Linked DNA regions of Mus musculus: region 1 is linked to region 2. A link is a contact called in public Hi-C data. All regions are on one chromosome and are shown on one strand. The core of a region is the stretch at or near the end of the contact, and the rest is flanking DNA. Distances in the headings are between cores, read along the strand shown. Region 1 has its middle 20 kb from the start of B4galt5. Region 2 overlaps Ptgis (prostaglandin I2 (prostacyclin) synthase).

Region 1 (7,573 bases), core at 2,078-4,577, 140 kb after region 2:
CCACCTGTGTGCAGTTCCTGTGGAGGCCAGAAGAGGGAGACAGATCCATGGACACTAGAGTTACTGATGGTTGTGATCCACCATGCAGGCCCTGGGAACTGAGCCCAGGTCCTCTGTAAGAAGGGCAAGTACTGGGCTGGTGAGATGGCTCAGTGGGTTAGAGCACCCGACTGCTCTTCCGAAGGTCCAGAGTTCAAATCCCAGCAACCACATGGTGGCTCACAACCATCCATAACGAGATCTGACTCCCTCTTCTGGAGTGTCTGAAGACAGCTACAATGTACTTACATATAATAAATAAATAAATCTTAAAAAAAAAAAAAAAAAGAAGGGCAAGTACTCTTACCTGCTGAGGCATCTCTCCAACTCTCTTGTTTAGATTTGAGACAGACAGATCCTTACTCTCTTATTAAGACCGGCTTGAAATGCACCATGTAGCTCAGACTGACTGACCTTGCATTCACCATAACATTTCTACCTCAGCCATTACACCACTACACAGCATAAAGCTGTGTTTTAACAACACAGCTCTGCTTCCCCAGTGTAGATCCGGCCCTACATTTATTTATGAAACAACAGGGTCAATGGTCAGAACGGCTGTGGTCAAACAGGTGTTTAATGTGCTAAGGGCCTTCTCAGCACCAGAAGGCAAGAAAGAAGCTGGCAAACAACAACAACAACAACAAACAAACAAACAAAAAGGCAAACAAACTGCACAACACGGGCTGGAGAGGTGGCCAGTGGTTACAGCATTGGCTGCTCTTCCAGAGGTCCTGGGTTCTAGTCCCACACCGACATGACAGCTCACACCTGTCTGCAACTCCAGTTCCAGGTGATCCAACACTCTTGCATAGACGCAGAAACGTGCATGCAGGCAAAGCACCAATGGACAGGAAATGAAAATAAATAAATAAATAAAAAGGACAGTAAAATAGCAACAACGACACCTACTACGGATTGGGCTAATACTTACCGTGCCAGGCACAGCAGCAAGCTCACCATGCATACTCCCTCAGTCTACTCAGTGACCCTTGCAGTCATGTGCACAACACATTTCTGTGAGGAGGGTTTAATGCAGATGTGCTTTTTTAATTAATTTATTGATTTTGAGGCAGGGTCTCTCTCTCTGGTCTCACTGGGATTTGAGGCTCCCTGATTAGGCTGGTGAGCCCCAAGGATCGTCCTCTCTGTGCCTCTGCAGCGCTAGAATCAGGGGGTGTAATTAGTTCCGTCAGGCTTGTTTAAATCCCTTCCCAGGGGGGGAGAGTCAACACTGGCTTCTTCTCCTAAGGTCCTAGCAGCAAAGCGAGGCACAATGCCACCAAGTTCACCCTGGGACCAATGTGATTATTGGGGTTCCTTAAAGAGCTTAAGTGAGGGCTAGAGAGATGGCTCAGTTGTTGAGAGCACTGACTGCTCTTCCAGAGGTCCTGAGTTCAATTCCTAGCAATCACATGGTGGCTCATAACCATCTGTAATGGGATCTGAAGCCCTCTTCCGGTGTGTCTGAAGACAGCTACAGTGTATTCATATAAGTAAAATAAATAAATCCTTAAAAGAAAAAAAAAAAACACAATAGGCCACACCTAAACCCAGTGGGCCTAAGCTTTCATCTTCTGTGGCTATATACTCCAGCCCTTCAGAGAGGCCATGTGCAATTAGTCCAGAGCTGTCAGCAGGTAGCAGGGAGTGGCTGGGAACTTTAAGTGTGGCTGTCATGACCCTTCCTAAACTTCCATGAGAGGACACAAACTGCCAACCAGCCCAGATGGGACATCCTTTGCAAGCAGGCACAGCTGGGCTGTCTAAGATGTCTAAGATGGCCGTTGCTTGTCTGGGAAGACAGTCCCTGGGCCTCAGCCTCCTACCCTGATTGCTAAGACTTCAGTGTGCTGGCCCCCCCCCCCACTCCCACCCCCATCCCCACCCCCTCACCCCCGTGACTCCTCTTCAGCTTTATTCAGAATAAAATCCAAATCCTGGGCTTGGGGGTGTGGCTCAGCTGGTGGGGTACTTGCCTAGTGTGTCCCTGGCTCAAAAAAAAAAAAAAAAAAAAAGAAAGAAAGAAAGAAAGAAAGAAAGAAAAGAAAAGAAATAAAACTGAAAGAAAGTAAGAGAGAGAGAAAGACAAATAGAAGAAAGCAGGCTGGACAGGCCATGGCAATCAAGCCGGTGTTTATTACAGCAAAATCGGATGTCAGGAAATTGCATTCGCACGTTTCCCTCCAAACTCTCCCATAGTGCCCCATTGCCCTCAAGAGAGAACTCAGGCATCCTGCCTGGGTCTGCAGGAACCAACCAGGGCTTGCCATTCAATCCTCTGAGGTTTCGCTGCTGGGCATTATCAGCATAACCACACGCTGGTTTCCTTTAGGTCACTAAAGGAGTAGTGCTTACACACACACACACACACACACACACACACACACACACACACACACACACACACGCACATTCTCTCTCTCTCTCTCTCTCTCTCTCTCTCTCTCTCTCTCTCTCTCTCTCTCTCTCTCTCTCTGTGAAATATTTCCTCTAGAAACCTCCCTTCCTCGTCCACCTCTCACACCCACGCACTCACCCTACAGGTGCGCCCTGGCAGAAGTTTCTCTCCAAGAGGGGGTGGGGCCGAGGGATATGGTGGACTGACGACACAGGACTCCAAAGAAGACAGCAGTGTGAAGGCAGAGGGAAGAACCAGGTCCGACCACTTGAACTTCTCCACGTGGTGGGGGTAGCGGGGGTGGGGTGGGGGACGCACGTGGACCAGCCCGTCCGCTGTCTGATTGAAATCCTCTCCCATTTCCTGGGAGGCCGGTAGAGGCAGAAGAGGCCCACACAGCCTCTGTCAACCCCCCTCGCGATCGGCAGAGCCTTGATTTCTTCTGCTCCACGCGCCATCTTTACTTTTACAGCAGATGCTCAGACACAGCAGTTAAGACCCAGGGTTTCCTGGACCCTGTTGGCAACTTCGAGATTTCACCTGGAGAGGTTCTAACTGTTCTGACCTCTGATGAGGACTACAAAGCGGACATCTGAGCAAAGGGGCTCCAGGCTATAGTGAGTGCTCACTAAACACCAGAGGTTAGCCCAAAATGTCTGAGTGTAACTTGGTGTGCTTTAGCCTAGGCCACATACTGAGCATGGAATCTCTGCTGGCTGGTCATAGAAGTGCCTCGATCCTAGTCCTTGCAGAATCCTTCCTTTAACAGATTGGAAGAAGCTCTGTGGGTTTCCGGGGCACATGAAGAGATTCACAGGAACATTCAAGCCCCGGGGAGGGGAGGGCCGTTGAGTCTCTGAGCCAATGAGAGGTAGAGAAGTGGGGAGGCCCCAAGGTGATGCTACTCCTGGGCACAGCAAGTCAGCGTGAGATGCGGGCAGGAACTGGGACTTCCTCTCTCTGGCCGGCGTGTGTGTGTGTGTGTGTGTGTGTGTGTGTGTGTGTGTGTGTGTGTGTGTGTGTGTTTGACTTCCCTTTATCAAGAAATTAGCGGCTTGCTTGCCTAGCCTGTAGAAAGTTCCGGACTTGGTCCTAGCACCCCATAATGCGCTTGGTGGTGCATGTCTGTGATCCCAGCACCCAGGAAGTGTTAGGCAGGAGGATCATAAATCAAGGGCTACCTGGAGAACTTAGCTTCTGAAAATTAAAAAAATAAAATAAAGTTTAAGGGTCAAGATATAGTTGGCTTGCTCGATCATGTGTGGCAGCCCACGGTTGTAACCGAGTCACTTGGGAGGTAGAGGCAGGATGATCAGTTCTTTTTACTTTTGAGATGGAACCTTGCTCTCTAGTCCTGGCTGGGTCCTGGCTGACCTGGTACCGTGTAGCCCTTGCTGCAATCTTCCCGTGAGCCAGGATTATGGGCATGTCCAGCTCGCTTTAGTTTTCTTTCTTTCTTCCTTTCTTCCTCTCTTTCTTTCTTTCCTTCTCTCTTTCTTTCTTTCTTTTAGATTTATTCATTGTTTTATGTAAGTATACTGTAGTTGTCTTCAGACACACTGGAAGAGATCAGATCTTACAAATGGTTGTGGGCCACCATGTGGTTGCTGGGAATTGAACTCAGGACCTCTGGAAAAGCAGTCAGTGCTCTTAACCCCTGAGCCATCTCTCCAGCCTTCATTTTAGCTTTCTTACCTTACTGATAGCTCAATGTCACCTGATTGTACATTCTGCTCTAACAGGGTCAATGCACAACAAAGCTCTGGTTGGAGGTGAAACCCACCCTGCTCTGTCCCCAGTGCTTTGGGGACATGACTTGAGTCCGTGGAGGCCCTGTGCCTGCTGCCTCAGTCTCGTGAAATCACATGTGCATTGGTCTCACTGTGTTCCTTGGAGGTGTCTGTCCATCACCTCCAGCTCTTAGAATTTTTCCACCTCTTACGGAGAGGCTGTTTGCAATGGATGCCCACTGGCAAAGGGAAAGTCAGTTCTGTCCCATGGAGACTCACTGGGTATTGCCAAGTACACTTCGGGGCAGCTCCCATGTCCAGGAGTGGTTGGTTGTAGTGTGTGTGTATGTGTGTGGATTTTTTAAAATTTTGATATATATTGTATTTTTGTTTCTTTTGATTTTCAATTGCTTGTGTGTGTGTGTGTGTGTGTGTGTGTGTGTGTGTGTGTGTAGAAAAAAAGAACATCAAGTTGGGTGAGTAAGAAGATAAGGAGAAGCTAGTAGGAGTTGGAAGAGGGGAAACGATCAAAAATATATTGTGTGAGAAAAAATGAAATAATTAAAAAAAAAAAAAGAAAGAAAGAAAGAAAGAAAAGAAAGAAACGCTGAGCCAGCCGTGGTGCACACATCTTTGACCCCAGCACTGGGAAGGCAGACGCAGATGGATCTCTGTGGGAGTTCAAGGCTAGCCTGGTCTACAAAGCAAGTTCCAGGACAGCCAGGGCTACACAGAGAAACTCTGTCCTGAAAAACCAAAACCAAACAAACAAAAAAGAAAGTGGGCATAATGGGCACACTATCAATCTCAGCTCTTGGAAGACAGAGGGAGGTAGATTTCTGAGTTCCAGGCCAGCCTGGTCTACATAGAGTTCCAGAACAGCCAGGGATACATACTAGAGAGATACCCCCCGAGAATGCACACATGCACACACACACACACACACACACACACACCTTACCTCAAAGATGAGAGGAATTTATTCTGGAGACAAATATGTACAGCCTGACCCAAGAACCCAGACTTAGGTCACCCCAAGCTCCATATCTCATGGTAACAGTTTGATAAAGTTTTTTATAGCTAACAGAGAAATAAGAAACACAAACACAGCCGGGCGTGGTGGCGCACGCCTTTGATCCCAGCACTTAGGAAGCAGAGGCAGGCAGATTTCTGAGTTCAAGGCCAGCCTGGTCTACAAAGTGAGTTCCAGGACAGCCAGGACTATACAAAGAAACCCTGTCTCGGAAAAAAAAGAAAAAAAGAGGAGAGGAGAGGGGAGGGGAGGGGAGGGGAGGGGAGGGGAGGGGAGGGGAGGGGAGGGGAGGGGAAAGGAAAGGAAAGGAAAGGAAAGGAAAGGAAAGGAAAGGAAAGGAAAGGAAAGGAAAGGAAAGGAAAGGAAAGGAAACAGAAACTAAGACACCTTTCAAGTATGTTGGTGGTAATGTTAAGTGGGAGGACGAAAGACGGCTGAGGAGCTGCGCTGTGGGCCTCAGATGCAGTGGACAGGGGGTAGGAGGCTAAAGCTAGCCCGAGATAGCGGAGTACAGTGGAGCACACCTTAAATTCCAGCTCTCAGGAGGCAGAGGCAGCAGCTCTCTGAGTTCAAGGCCAGCCTGATCTTCATAGAGTTTTTCAGGACAACCAAGGGCACACAACACAGAGAGACTCTGTCGAAGGGAAGGGAAGGGAAGGGAAGGGAAGGGAAGGGAAGGGAAGGGAAGGGAAGGGAAGGGAAGAAGGGAGGGGAAGGGAAGGGAAGGGAAGGGCGGGGCGGGGCAGGGCCCTGAAGTTCTAATGTGGCGGTCACCTTGCAGAAGACATACTTTCTTTCTGGAAACTCTTCTCTACAATAATCACCATCTCCTCCCACTGGCCAGGCTTGAAGCTTGGCTGCCCTGGCCACCATCGAGGAGCTCAATGCATTATGAATTATGTAACTTTCATTGATTTGCATTTAGATGTAAATGGTGCCGTCTGGCTCCTGGCAGCATGGGACCCAGCCGTCCTTGGCTTACCCATTTCCAGGTGTGTGGATGACCAGTGTCCGCTTTGCATTTTACCACTTTGCCTTCATTTCCATGTCCCAGGTATTTTTCTGATACTTGATCCCCTCTCCCTGGCCCAGAACATTTTAGTTTGGGAGTCTTTCCAGATCAAACCATAGAGTGCTATCTTAATCTTCTTTTTTAAATTATTTATATTACATTTGTGTGTGTGTTTGCATGCATACATGTCACAGTGCTCTCTCTGTTTACCCTGGGGAGTCATTAGGCTTGGTGACAGGAGCCTCTAACTGAGTCATCTTGATCTTGTTGGCTCATGCCCCAATCTCTTACATCACTGCTCAGAATCAATAGTACAGATGAGGGCTGGAGAAATGGCTCAGCGGAGCATTGACTGCTCTTCCGAAGGTCCTGAGTTCAGATCCCAGCAACCACATGGTGGCTCACAACCATCTGTAATGAGATCTGACACCCTCTTCTGGTGTGTCAGAAGACAGCTACAGAGTACTCTCATATAATGAATAAATAAATAAATAATAAATCTTTAAAAGAATAGTATAGATGGGCCATAATTTGTCCAGCCATCCCCTATTGAAAGATATATAGATGCCTTTCTGTTTGTCTCCCACAGAACTATAGCGACATCCAGGAACAATCCCAGGATCCAGGAGTAGAGGCAGAGGGGTTGCCGCTAGTTGGAGGCTAGCTAGGGCTATGTGGCAAGAACCTGTCTCAAAGAAAACCAAGGCTATAGTCTGTCACTTCAGCATTGCAAATGCAAGGCGTTTGACCAGAAGTTCAGGGTCATCCTTCTTACTGTGGAGTAAGTTTGGGGCCAGCCTGGGCTACCCAAAACTGTCTCAAAATAACTACTAGAGAGCTAGAAGGAAGGCTGCCCCCCGGGCACATGTTTGGTCCCTCCTCTCGAGGAGCACAGGTTTCAGTATGCCTCCTGCAAAATGCTTGAGACCGGTATGTGGTAGTTCTACTTTTAGATTTGGGGACTTTGGAATATTTACAGACCCAGCCAGTTGAACACTTTCTCATTCAGAGGACTGGATGTGTGTGGATGTCGTAGACTTCAGACTTCATATTTTGGGGTTGGGGGGGACTCAAACTGTGCTACTTTTTTTTTTCTGAAGGGAGGACTGAAGTAGGCTCACACACCGAACTCACACTTGGGCAATCCTCCTGCCTCAGCTTCTCACATGTTTGGATTACAGTTCTGTGCCATCATATTGTACAAAGGCACTGTTAACTTTGTTTTGGTTTGGTTTTAGGGGGGTGTTATGTAGCCCAGGCTGGCCTCCAAGTCCATGTGTGGCCGAGGATGACGTGAAAAGCCTGATTCTCTTGCCCCTGCTTCTTGCACGCTGGGATTACAGTCATGTGCCATCACT
Region 2 (7,177 bases), core at 464-2,963:
CTGACCCCAACCTCTGTGGGCTCAGGACCAACTAATGGTTTAAACTACTGCACTAACTACCACACAGACCCACAGAGCCTTGTGCTTGGATTCTGTGGGAAGTTACATCTCATCTGCCCCCTCCTGCAGGAGGGACTGTGAGCTAAGGAAGTCCCTGGGAGGTCACTAAGCCCCTATGAGACCCTGTCTCAGCCTGAGAGTCATCAGAACCACAGGAATGCAGAAAGCCCCAGACACCTGTCTACTACGTAAAGAATGAATGAATAGCCGGGCGGTGGTGGCGCACGCCTTTAATCCCAGCACTTGGGAGGCAGAGGCAGGCGGATTTCTGAGTTCGAGGCCAGCCTGGTTTACAGAGTGAGTTCCAGGACAGCTAGGGCTACACAGAGAAACCCTGTCTTGAAAAACCAAAAAACAAAACAAAACAAAACAAAAAACAAAAACAAAAAAACAAAAAGAATGAGTGAATGCATGCATTTATGAACGAGTGAATGAGTGACCAATGTATGAATGAATAACTGAAAATGACAGTGAAGGAATGAATGAATGAGGAGTGAATGATCAATGTATGAATGAATAACTGACAGTGATTTAGTGAGGGAGTGAATGAATGAATGGTCATATCTTTCCTCTCACTGTAGTTCATTCACTCACTCACCACACATTACTACAAGGCAGACACTGGGGCCTTGGATACTGGAGACAGAGGAGAGAACTGGACAGATGGCCCTCAAACCCATCAGGAAGTGGCCCCCAAATCCATCAGGAAGTGGCTCCCAAATCCATCAGGAGTGAAAGAGACACAAGTTGGCCACAGAGAACAAACATTCCCAATTTAAAAATGCATGAGGTGGGTGTGGCCCTGCACACCTGTGAACCCCGCCCTGGGAGGCTGAGGAGGACAGAGTATGGGTCTGAAGCTAGCCTGTGCTACAGAATAAAACAGTCTCAAATGAACAAGAGCTGGGATGTGGCTCAGTGGTACAGTGCCTGCCTACCATTCATGAAGCTGTAGACTTGATCCCCAACCCTGAAGATACATTTTATATATATATATATATATATATATATATATATATATGCTGGCCAGGCCTGGAATCTCAGTACTTGGGAGGCTGAGGCAGGAGAACCATGAGTTTGAGACCAGCTTTGATGAAGACTGTTTCAAAAAAATAACATGCAATTAATTATTAAATGTTCAAAGGATTTGAACGGAATGTTCCCCAAAGAAGATGCCATAATGACCAGTGGGCATTTTCCTGGTTACCAGGAAAACACACTCAGGGAAAAACAATGGCTACTATTTTGTACCCATTCTAATAGCTGTAGTACTATCTTGCTTTGTTTTTGTTTTTCTTTAAGTTAAAGGAAAAATAAGAGTTTGCAAGGATGTGAAGGAACTGGACCACACAGATGTACACAAATGTCGCTGCCTTAGACGCCAGCCTGGCAGTTCCCTAGTGGTTACACATACTGCAGTATGAAGTGGTTTGACCCCTAGAAATAGAATCAGGTTCCTGCATAAGCAGACACACTGTTTCTCACACTATTACATGGAACAGAAACAGCCCTGAGTCCACTGACTGATGGTGACACAGACTAACTGTGGTATATCTATGCTGCAGACTAGTACTCAGCCTTGAAGAAAGAAGTAGTGTTGGACCTTAAGACACGGTGCTAAGGAGAACCCAGACCAGAGAGCCAGGAGATACACAGAGCTAGGCTGAGCTTAGTGGTTGCCTGGGGAACAAGGAGAGAGAGTAGCTGCCAACAGACGTAGGATTTCTGTTCAGGAGAAAACGTTCTGGAATTAGGGGTGACGGCTGCTCAACCTCGAGACTGGACTAAAACCCCTGAGTTGCAGCTTTAAACGGTGACGTTTAAGGTACTTGGAGTGAGTCTCACTAAAGACAAAGAACAGAACAGGGAGTAGGACAGAAACGGACAGGATAAAGGAGCCGTCTGGGGGCGGGGCCGGAAGGGGCGGGAAGACTCTGGAGGGAGGGAGAGGAACCTGCAGGCAGAAGGAGCCGCAAGTGCAAGTGTCCCGGGTGGCAGCGTGCTGATGGGGTCCCCAAGAATACCGCAACTGGTGTGGCCCAGGAAGAGAATGCATAGATGACACTTAAGTGAGGATGACAGAGATAACCTTGAAAACCATGAGAGCCTGAAGGTCAAGGAGAGTCTGGCTTCTCTGACAGATACAGTGAAGACCCCGTGGAAGGGTTGAAGCAGGAGTCTCTCAGTGCCCGGACTGTTTTTTACATAGGAGAGCAATACAGAGAGAGAGGCAAGATGTCTGGGTTCAGGAACAGTGACTGTCCAAGGGGAAAGGCCTGCCATCAGCTCCCCCAATTCCAGAATGAGGGGCTTTGGTCACATCTAGCAATTCAGGGGAGCTCAGGATCCCCCCCACCCTTTCCCCTCTGCTCCTCTGTCTGGCTGTCCCTAGCCTCACTAGAGACTGAGGAAGACTGAAGGAGATGAAGATGATATGGGGGGCACAGGAAGTGCCTCGACCTCCAGACCCCTAACACTCCCTGACCAGACTGCTTCTGAAGACGAGGCTAGCCTCCCCAGGCCCAGAGAGGATACACAAAGCCAGCATAGCTCCAGTGCTGGTGGCTTCTGAGAATTGTCTTCCTTCCTTTGAAGCCCTGGGCTGGAAGGCTCTTCTGGCATCCAATGGAACAGCCCAGTAGCCAGTGTGCATCTGCCCTTACCAGCCCAGAGCAATGGGTTGTGCAAGGGAGGCATGAAGGCCAGGGGTTGCCACCCAAACTTGAACACCACACTTCCTGGCTTCAAATTCCAGTTGTACTTCTTGCTAGCTTGTGACTTAACTGTTGTTTGCTTCAGTGTGCTGGTCTGTGAAATGGGAAGAGCTCATGAGGACCTCTGTCGTTCTAAGGAGGCTGAAAGGGAGATCTGAGAGCACCTGGCAGCCAGGACAGGAGCACCTGGGAGAAGGACCCAGAAGTCTTCTAAGTGCCATTTACTGAGCCACGGCTGCACTTGAATTACCACCATAGGCCATTGTTGCCTTGCTGGGTGGTAGCCACTGATGGACAGAGGTCAGAGTTCAGTGGCTCCTCCCCTCGAGGAACAGCTCTTCCCACAAGATCCATTTTATAGAGGAGAAAACTGAGGCATGGAGAGACTGAAGCCCTTGCCCAGAGGTTCCCTGCAGGCATGCTAGGTTTCCATCTAGAGCCCATATGATCACCCCTTCTGAGCATCTGTCCCCCCAACTTTACAGATGTGGAAATAGAGTCACAGAGAGATGACAGCAGCCTGCCAATGTGCAGGATCTGTCCCTGGGCCATCTTTGGGAACACAGGCGCTAATCAGGTGTTATTTCTAGCCATGCCCCTCTCCCACAGAGAAGCCCAAGGAGGTGCAGACAAAGACAGGAAGCTGGAGCCGGGGACCTGCCTCGCTGGCTGGCTGGCTGGCGGCTCCCCTGCCTGCACTGGACCCCAAGCCAATCCTGGCGGGCGGGCACAGGCCACATTCCAGGATGATTCAGCCTGCGGACAGCAGGGCCTAGGGAGGCTCTATTTCAGAGCCTGCGGTCTCCCAAGGCTAATTGACACTCTCACTCTTTTGAGGCCCTGCCAGACCAGGAGTTGGGGAAGGAAGGCACTGAGACTTAGCCCTTCATCCTGTTTTCCACAGACCAAAATGTCCCTCTGCTCTCTCTCCTAGTGTCTCCCACCAGGCAGGGGTCTCACTTATAGGCCCCAGGGCCAGCTCTGCCACAGCCTTTGTGAACCAGGGGAGGGAGTCAGTAAGGGCTGTCAGGGCCTCTAAGGCAACCCTGGCTTGACAGTGGTGTCCTCATTGAGTGGCTCTGTTCCAAGAGAGCAGGAGACCTAGTGTTCACTCAGACTGAAAACTATGTCTGGAACGTAATAGGTGCTTAAAGAATACACATCGCAGGAATAAACTGTGCACGAAATAAATAAATAAATAAATAAATAAATGTAAACAAACCCAGAGTTGCTGAGAGGGTCAAGAATGAAGGCCCAGCAGTCCAGAGTTCTGGAATGACCGACTCAGAGGCTGGCTTGATCGACTGCGCAACATTGGTAGGCTGCCCAACCTTTCTGTGCAAAGTTCAATTCAGAGCACAGCAAGAAAGGGCCCTGGGAGAATTTGCTGGGAGATGGAACAGGGCTCAGTTCTCCTCAGCTGGTTAGAGAGCTGAATCTCCCTTTTAAACTTACTTAGCCCAGTCTTCCTCCAGCGTGCACCCACAGGCCTCTGGGGATTCCTCTCTGCCACTAACACAGGCTCTTCTAAAGCTATTCCAAGGTGTTGTCCCGCCCCACCCTGCCCCTCTTCACCCCCTTCACTGCCTATTAGAAAAAGCATATGGCAGGCAGCTGAGTGGGCCTGGCTCAGTACGGAGAAGGCTTGCCAAGCATTCGTAAAGCCCTAGGTTTGGGCTGGAGAGATGGCTCAGCAGTTAAGAGCACCGACTGCTCTTCTGAAGGTCTTGAGTTCAAATCCCAGCAACCACATGGTGGCTCACAACCACCTGTAATGAGATCTGATGCCCTCTTCTGGTGCTGTCTGAAGACAGCTTCAGTGTACTTACATATAATAATAAATCTTAAAAAAAAAAAAAAGAAGCCCTAGGTTCATCCTCAGAGTGAACAAACTGGGTGTGGTTGTAAACCCCCGATACCCCATCACACAGGAGGTGAGGCAGGTCATACACAAGGCTAGCCTGGGATACTTGAGACTCTGTCTCAAAAAAGGAAGAAATGAGAAAAAAAGAAAAAGAAAAGGAAAAGGGGCGCTTTAATATCATCAACATCCACAAAAAAAAAAACAAAATCAATAAACAGAAACCAGACATATCTGCTTTTTGAGCTCCAGACTCACTGAAAGACTGTCTCAAAAAAGAAGCAATTGAGGATGAAACCCTGTATCTACCTCTGGCCTCCTCCGTGACACAGGGGCACACACGTCGTTGCCCTCTGGCCGCCGCAGAAGTGCCGCAGCACGCATACCCATACATGCGCGTGTGTGCACACAAACATAAATAAATAAATGTAAACAAATCCTTAGAGAAAAGCAGCCGGAGTGGTGCACAGCCTTCCCGCTGCACGTTCTTAGTCTGGATTTTGCTTTTGAAGTAGACAGGGAGTCAAATTACTTATTGGCCTGAGCCAGTACCGCAGAGGAACCTGTCGTGGACAGACCAGCTGCATGCTCCGAGTAACAACTGGAGGAGGAAGGGGCTGTGGTGAGGTTTAGATAGGGACAGACCACCAAGTATGGTGTAGTTTCTCATTTTCACGAGAAACTGAAGACTGGATTGGTATATATGAAGCCCTCCAGCCACCCCATCCCACTCCCATCCATGTCTCCTCCCTAGGTACAGGGAACGCTAACACGGATGCTAACACTGATGCTGGACCATTTGGTGACCTGTCTTTTTTTCTTTTCCTTCTCCCTCAAGCCCCGCTCCCTTCTGCCCCACTCTCTCCGGCCCAACCTCTGTCTTGTTAAAACAACAGACACCCATTTCTACCTAGAAATCCTGCCTCCTACCCAGCCCAGGCCATGCCTTCCTCAGAGGCACCAAGGATACCCCCTAATCCCTCAGCCACAGATTCCACTCATGAATCTTCTCTGCAACAGACAGCCCAGCTCAAAGAAAAGACACACTCAGCTAAGTGGCTAGAGACTGAACACACACCTCTGCAAGCTACCTCAGAGTACCAATGGGGAAACTGAGGCCCGAGAAACAAAAAAAGAATGTTGCTGGTAACCACTTGCAAGTGGGCCCACACAGGAGATTCCTAACTCCACCTAACTCCACGGCATCCCCAGAGAAAAGCCACAGATGTTAAATCAGGCTTTAAAATTCTTGTCAGCATTATAGAAATCCGAGTCTGGATGGGGGTGTGCGTGTTAGTGAGAATTGTTTTTCTACTTGGACAGGATCAGGGAGTTGAGACTCTCTGTTTTTGATAATGTTCTGGAACATTTAGGAGTAAAAACACCATGACACCTGCAATATTTTAAACAAAATATGGGGAGTAAGGGGTTCTTAGATTACTCCATAGGCATATTCGAATCCTCTGTTTGCACAGAGTTTGCAGTGTTTAACTCGGCGTGGAGATGAGGAGACGCGAGTGGAGCAATAGAGAACCCCAGGACATTTCTGCTGTATTTCCTATGATGGAGCTTTGCTTGTTTATACTTGGAAAGGCATCACAAAGTGGGTGAGGACATAAGAGTCGCAGGAGAGAGGTGGTTTGCATTGTCCTTGTCTTCCTCATTAACGCAGACTCCCAAATTGAGGCAGTGTTACAGGACAAGCACACCCTGCTAAATGACTGTAATGACGGCCTGCTCCTTAATGCTGGGTGGTGAGTCTCTTTTCTTTCTTTTTTTAAACAAAGTTCTTATTAAAAAGAAAAAATTAAAAGTTTTTTTTTCCTTTTTTTTAACTCTGGAGGGAAGACACACACACCGCCAACCCACTGGCGAGTGACTAGCTCACTGGCTCTAGTCTTTGCTAGGACAAGCAGAACCTGGGGAATTGAAGGACGGCTATGGAATATGCTTTCTGTGTAGCCCTTCAAGCCTCCGCTGTCTAATGGGGAGTGGTGTGGAAGTCGCCCCCAGGTTTGGTCAGGAGAAAGGAATGGGGCCGGGAGGAACTACAGCCTTACGTATTTCCACCCAAACTTTGGGTCCCGCCTACGCACATGTCTTCCAACGCTCGCCTATCTTTTCCTTCCTTGGAACTGTTTGGTTCAGAGCTGTGGCTCTTATCGTCTGGGATTTTTGAGTGGTCAGATCAGTGAAGCAACATACGGCAAAGGAAAGAACTGGTCACTCCAGGGACAGGGAACTGCCTGGAGCCCAGAGTTTTAACCAGGGCTGAAACTTGAACAAGTTACACGGCCTCCCTGAGCCTCCATCCTCTGCGCAAAAGGGCAAGCAAGGCCAGGGAAAGCTCAGCGGGGAAGAGCAGCGCTGCTCTTCCAGAGAAGCCAGGTTGCATTACCCACACACACTGAATGGCTCACGGCCATCTGCAACTCCAGAGCCAGGGGATCTGAGGTCATTTCCCGGGCCCTGAACACATATGGTTTACAGACATACATTTAGGCAAAAACCTCATACATACTTTTTTTCTTTTTTTTTAATT

What was found. Hi-C and Micro-C count contacts between places; a contact is called where the count stands out from the background.
Region 1: a Hi-C map of embryonic stem cells shows a contact between it and region 2, with 2.3 times the contacts expected there. The contact joins two enhancer-like sites. A contact is called at or near these places in 8 of 39 promoter capture datasets (the 3T3-L1 cell line, 3T3-L1-derived adipocytes, cranial neural crest and 5 more), 6 of 484 Hi-C or Micro-C datasets (adipose-derived mesenchymal stem cells, cerebellum, cortical neurons and 2 more) and 2 of 115 datasets of contacts at active chromatin or transcription factors (the 230-238 cell line and embryonic stem cells).

Annotation. Positions count from the first base shown.
Region 1 is chr2:167,365,229-167,372,801 of GRCm38.p6, forward strand. No RefSeq gene overlaps it. Among named protein-coding and RNA genes, the nearest start is that of B4galt5, 20 kb to the left of the region's middle. Within about 2 kb of position 3,328, at least 123 of the 459 cell types and tissues checked have an H3K27ac peak or open chromatin away from gene starts, as enhancers often do. A contact at or near this core is called in the 230-238 cell line and embryonic stem cells, where this site is marked.
Region 2 is chr2:167,228,793-167,235,969 of GRCm38.p6, forward strand. The region is part of intron 1 of Ptgis (prostaglandin I2 (prostacyclin) synthase); the gene reads right to left. Among named protein-coding and RNA genes, the nearest start is that of Ptgis, 8.2 kb to the right of the region's middle. Within about 2 kb of position 1,714, at least 44 of the 459 cell types and tissues checked have an H3K27ac peak or open chromatin away from gene starts, as enhancers often do. A contact at or near this core is called in the 230-238 cell line and embryonic stem cells, where this site is marked.